2 separate regions of the Mus musculus genome follow, and region 2 is linked to region 1. A link is a contact called in public HiChIP or PLAC-seq data. All regions are on one chromosome and are shown on one strand. The core of a region is the stretch at or near the end of the contact, and the rest is flanking DNA. Distances in the headings are between cores, read along the strand shown. Region 1 has its middle 49 kb from the start of Gm45985. Region 2 holds the start of Htatip2 (HIV-1 Tat interactive protein 2).

What was found. HiChIP or PLAC-seq counts read pairs in DNA pulled down with a chosen protein or histone mark.
Region 2: an H3K27ac HiChIP or PLAC-seq map of embryonic stem cells shows a contact between it and region 1, with 6 read pairs. The contact joins the promoter of Htatip2 here to the enhancer-like site in region 1. A contact is called at or near these places in 4 of 39 promoter capture datasets (the C10 cell line, cranial neural crest, liver and 1 more), 5 of 484 Hi-C or Micro-C datasets (cerebral cortex, forebrain, muscle stem cells and 1 more), 4 of 115 datasets of contacts at active chromatin or transcription factors (embryonic forebrain, embryonic hindbrain and embryonic stem cells) and 2 of 9 other capture datasets (adipose tissue and pancreatic islet).

Annotation. Positions count from the first base shown.
Region 1 is chr7:49,687,790-49,690,489 of GRCm38.p6, reverse strand. No RefSeq gene overlaps it. Among named protein-coding and RNA genes, the nearest start is that of Gm45985, 49 kb to the right of the region's middle. Within about 2 kb of position 1,314, at least 15 of the 459 cell types and tissues checked have an H3K27ac peak or open chromatin away from gene starts, as enhancers often do. A contact at or near this core is called in embryonic stem cells, where this site is marked.
Region 2 is chr7:49,757,833-49,760,532 of GRCm38.p6, reverse strand. It overlaps Htatip2 (HIV-1 Tat interactive protein 2), which reads right to left and starts at 1,427. Exons shown (of 6, transcript NM_016865.3): 1 at 1,222-1,427; 2 at 740-935. The coding sequence starts at 1,319.

The sequences.
Region 1 (2,700 bases), core at 65-2,564:
TAACAAAGCAAAGCCAGGCATGGCAGCACACACCTTTAGTCCCAGCACTCAGGAGGCAGAGGCAGGTGGATCTCTGTGAGATCAAGGCCTACCTGGTCTACAGAGCAAGTTTGGGGACAGTCAGAGACACACAGAGAAACCCTGTCTTGAGCAACAAATAAACACAATAACAAAAAAGAAAGAATAAAAGGAAAGAAATTAACAAAGCAAGTTATAGTGATGAAAATGAATTTCTCAACAATTAACCAAGCATGTTTATAGGTGAGCTAGACAAGTGACAAAGCTGTCATCTATCATCTATAGTTAATTATTAATCTTTCTGCCATGCTTCCCTGCTGTGATGGACCCGCCAGAACCATAAACCCAAGTAAATCCTTCCTTCTAGAAGTTTCCTTGGTCACCCCAGGCACAGAAAAGAAACTAATACAGCATCAACTTGATGGCCAATCGATCGAATGATCCGGGTTAAAGTCTCCTGGCCGGAGTTAACAGATTCTAGTTAGTATTTTCAAGTTGCTATGTCCTGATCTGACAGGCACAGGAAAGACAATGTGATTCTTATTCTTTGAAGGTGTGAAGTTTGGGAACTGTGGCGGTTTGAATAAGGAACGCCTCCCATAGGCTCACGTATTTCAACACCAGATCCCCAGTTTGTAGTGCTGTTTGGGAAGGTTATGGGACCTTTAAGAGGTGGAGCCTGATAGAGAAAATACATTACTAGGGGTGGGATCTGAGAGTTCTTAGCCTCACCGCACTTCCTGTTCTTTCTCTTTACTTCCTCTGTAGATTTGAGGGTGGCTCCTGCAGCCACACCTTCCTTGCCTGTCCCCATCCCTTTCTTGTAGCTATGGCCTCCTTTCCTTTGGAACTGATAGGCCCTACAGAAAAATAACTAAACTAATAACTCCCTCGACGCCAATGCCTGATTACAGTGATTCCTTAGTGGGGGCTCTCTGAGTATCAATCGGACTTAAGATATGCTTAGATGAGAAGGCCGGGAAGCCTGCCTGGAGATCGCACGGTGTCCTAGTCAGACTAAGCTTGTAAAGAATGCAAACTCCAACCAGGCAGTGGTGGCACACACCTTTAATCCCAGCTTTTGGGAGGCAGATCTGTGAGCTCGAGGAGGCCAGCCTGGTGTACAGAGCAAGTTCCAGGACAGCCAGGGCTACACAGAAAAACCCCGTCTCAGAGGGGGAAAAACAAACAAACAAAACAAACTGTCAAAGTTTGCAAGTGAAAGTCTTGTCACATTGCTAAAGTCCTCCCATCCCCCACCCCTCCCACCTCCACCTCACACTGCACTCCCTGCTGCCTGGAGCCCTGGAGAGCTCTTGTTATGGCTCCTTTCCAATCTCTTTTTCCTTCACAGATTGCTTCCTCTGTTAACCTTTTCTTCTTTCCCCTTAAGATCCAGTTTGAAGAGAACTTTTTTTTTTTTTTTTTTTTTTTTTGAGACAGGTCTCTCATGTACCCCCTGGCTCTTCTGAAACTTGCTATGTAGAGCAGGCTGGTCTTGAATTTGCAGATCTTCTTGCAGTTGTCTCCCCAAGCACTGGAATTTAAGGAGTGGACCGCACCCCTGCAGCTCTAATAACCCACAGCAGTCAACTGCTCCCTCCGCCTGAATTTCTAAGTCCTGGGAAGAGACTCTCTGTAGCTAAGCCCGGACTGGTATCCACTTTGGTGTGAGCATTGGTAGCCAGGCTGGGGCTAGGCAGCTTTTGAGGCTTCGTGTCCTAATTGACGCCTGAGAGCTTTCTATGAAGGGGTAGCTGGGGAGGAAATGATTATAGTGAGACAGATATAGATAGCCTCGGCATTAAGGGGGTGTATTGTACCCACTAAAGTTTGGTTTGTAGCCTTTGATCCTGTGAAACACGCCTCCAGGGGGGTGGGGGGAATCAAATGCCTGGCAAGAAACAAGGGCAGAAGCCCAACATGGAGGGGGTGGGGTGCGGGGAAGGGGGAACGGGACACGGGAGTGTGAGTCGGCTGGTCGCACTGTGCCCAGGCAGGAGGCAGGAAGCAGAGAGATGATTGTTCCTGCTCCGTTCACTTCCCCTGCTCTATTCAGTTCTAGGTCCCCTGCCTACCGAGTGTGTCACTCACAACCAGGATTTGTCTTCCCTCTCCAGCTAACCTTCCTGGAAACACCTTCCTAACCACAGTCAGAAACACACTCCTAGATCCAGTCAAGTTGACAATGAGCGTTAATCGGCACAGTTGCCGTCACCTTAGAAGCACCATAGAAGGATGCTCCTGACTGACATCCGTTTCAGGTCACAATTTCAAATGCAGGCAAACCTAGCGGAGGACCTGTCTGTCAGCAGTGACCCACACTGTCTAGGACTTCCTGTGATTTTCAGAATTCCCACTTATACTGCCCATGGTTGCTCCCAGGCCAAACAATTGGGGTTCACAGAGAGCCAGGGGTCCAGATCAGAGTCCCTCTCCAGCTGAGGCATGCAAGTTAACAGTCCTGGCCTGTAATCTCTAGAATTCCCTCATCCAGCGACCTGCAGTGGAACCAGCTCTCAGTTAGGATTAATCTGCTGCACAGGAATAGCAACGGAAACACTGTCCTTTTATAGGACGCCCATCTAAGGCCTAGAGGACCTCCAGACGTCCTAAGGGCCCCAAGTGGCCTCTAGGGAATAAAGAAGACAGACTCCTGAACCTCACCTAACTTTGAAAGGC
Region 2 (2,700 bases), core at 178-2,677, 70 kb before region 1:
CCAGCACCCACCTGAGCCCAAGCAGAGATGTCTATTTTAATCAGCAAGTTCTGATGCACCAGGCATTGGTAAAACAAAACGACCAGGAAATCACGGAAATCAAGGACCTGCATTTGCAAGTGTGCACACTAGGCAAAAGTGGGGCCCATGGGAGACTGCTTTGAGGTCCCAGCAGCACACTACGCTGTTTAATTTGCTGCAGTTGATAGGTAACTCTTGTTTACTGGAGAACAGAATGTCCACGACTCTCCAATTTAAGATACTTGGGCATCATTTCCAGATGGAAGTCTGGCATTACCATTTGCTGTAACTTCAGGAAGCCAGTATGTGTTTACAAACACACAAGTCTGGGGAGTCAGGGGCTGTGGGGTGGATTCCTGCTTGGGAGAAAAGTCCTTGTCACACTTTTCCATTCTGATATTGTGAAACACACTGGTAAGCAAAATGTGCAAGCAGTGCGCTCTAGGAACTATAAACAGCGCCTTTCTCTGACTACCATACCCCATTCCAATCTAAGTTCTGAACACAGGACTGCATTGCAGGACGCTAGAGTGTAAAAGGCAGGCCTACAAGCCAGTCACAACCCAGGGATTAATGGAAGGGCTCTTCTAAATCCATCGTGCCCAATTTTGATGATTTCTATGTCTCCACCACCACCTGGCCTTTGGATAATGGACACCTTCCCCTCAGCAAAATGGTTGCAGCTACATTCCCTTTTAGCCCCAGCTCAAATACCCACCACATTTTTATAAGCTTCCTCCTCGAAGGTGAGCTTCCTCCGACCAATGAGCGTTACTTTGGAAAACAGGTTCTGTCCCAGGATTTCCTTTAAAAGTACTTTGCCAGTTTCCCCGCTGGCGCCCAAAATAAAGACGGATTTATTCTGCATCTTGAAGTCTTCCCGAAGCTTCGGCAGTGCTTCCTTGTCCGCCATGCTGGGGAAACAACACCCGTGGGTCCTGTCTCAGAGTGCTAGGTGACACTCTTTACCCTGGGGGACAAGGGTTGTTAACTGTTGGGCAGAAGAGACTCACTCTACACAGTCCCAACCCTAGGGAAGTGCTGAGTCACAGCTCAGACAGTGGCCAATCCGAGCACCTCACAGGTGCCCGGCTGGATGAGCCCAGGTTGTCTCTATGCCACCAAGCCTCGCAGCCCACGGTAACCCAGCCTGCTTGGGCAGGGCTGCAGGGCCCGGCTCCATTCCCTACCCGGGGTTACCTGGGAGCAGCCCCGGACCCCTCGTCCCCACTCTGCAACAGTAGCATTGAAGCCACCAGCGCGGCTACGACCGTGCCCAGCACCGTGGGACCGAGCATCTCGCCGCCTGCAGCCCCGCTGTCTCCCCTCCCGGCAAGGAGCCCCAAGAGGTCCAGCCGGAGCCTACCGGCCGCGACGTCTTCCGGGTGACAGCGCGCTCGCGGCCCCGCCCCACCGAGGGCTGGAGCTGAGCGCGGGACCCGCCCCTGCGCGGGAGCTGCACCCAGGGCTCGAACCACACTCCCCGGGGCTGAGCTGCAGCGGGGCGGGGCGTGGGGGGGGCGTGGGGCTGTGCTTCACCCCAGCACAGATCTCCTCCCTCCGTCCCCCATAACCCTAGTTGCAACCGCGTTCTTCCTAACCACCTGGGGCCAGAGCCTTCAGATTTTAGATAAAAGGCATCCCGGACTTGACTCTTGGTCCCCAAATCATCTCATTCTCCTCGTTAAAAACTAGTCTCTTCTTAGGCTGGGGACGTAGCATGTAGCTCAGTTAATCAAGCGCTTGCCTGGCATACGCAGAGCCCTGGATAAAGTTGGATGTGGTGGCACAAGCAGGCAATACCAGCAAGGATGATTCTCCTTGGAAACAGAATGTTCTGAGTTCTAGGACACCCTGAAATATATGAACTTCTGTCTCAAGAGCGAAGGAGGACTTATTGGGAGGAAGCTCTCAAAACAGAGGTAGGAGAGGCTAGTACCAGGTGAGTAAGATCAAAATATATAAACATGAAATTGTTAGTAAAGCAAGACATAAAAAGAAGAAGAAGAAAAAAAAGCCTAGCTCCACTTAAGCTCTATGAAAAACAAAACTCTTTCTTGCCTCTTTAAAGACACATATCCTATTCCCTCAAGCCAGAAGCTAGGGGGGCTCCTTTGACCAGTTTTCAGGTTGATCTCCCTGCCCAGGTGCTGGCCCCCTTCTGGATGGTTGCGGTAGGAAGAGTTTCCAAACCTGATCCAATTCACAACAGGATCAATGGTTAGAACACAGCTATCCACACTGGGCATGCCCTGGATTTTGGATGCATAGAGATTAGAATACTATGACTCTGAGATACTTTCTAAACTGCATTTATTTTGTGTGTGTGTGTGTGTGTGTGTGTGTGTGTGTGTGTGTGTGTGTAGAGGTGTTATGACCGGTGTATGAAGGTCAGAGGGCCCCTTGCAGGATTCAGTTCTCTCCTTCCATGATGTGGGTTTGCCTTGATCTAACTCAGCCTCTCCCAGACTCCCTCTCCCAGAGTCAAGTCCAGGATGTGATCCTGAGCTAAGAAGGATGGGCTGTGAGTGTGATGCTCCATCGCTCCATCTAGAAGCCAAATGAAAGGTACTTTCGCCCCCGCCTTGCTGGTTGAATGTCATTATATGAAAATCTGGCCTAGGCGTGGCATTCAAATACTTCCACACAGGTTTTTCCACTCTGGGGAGCAATACAAAG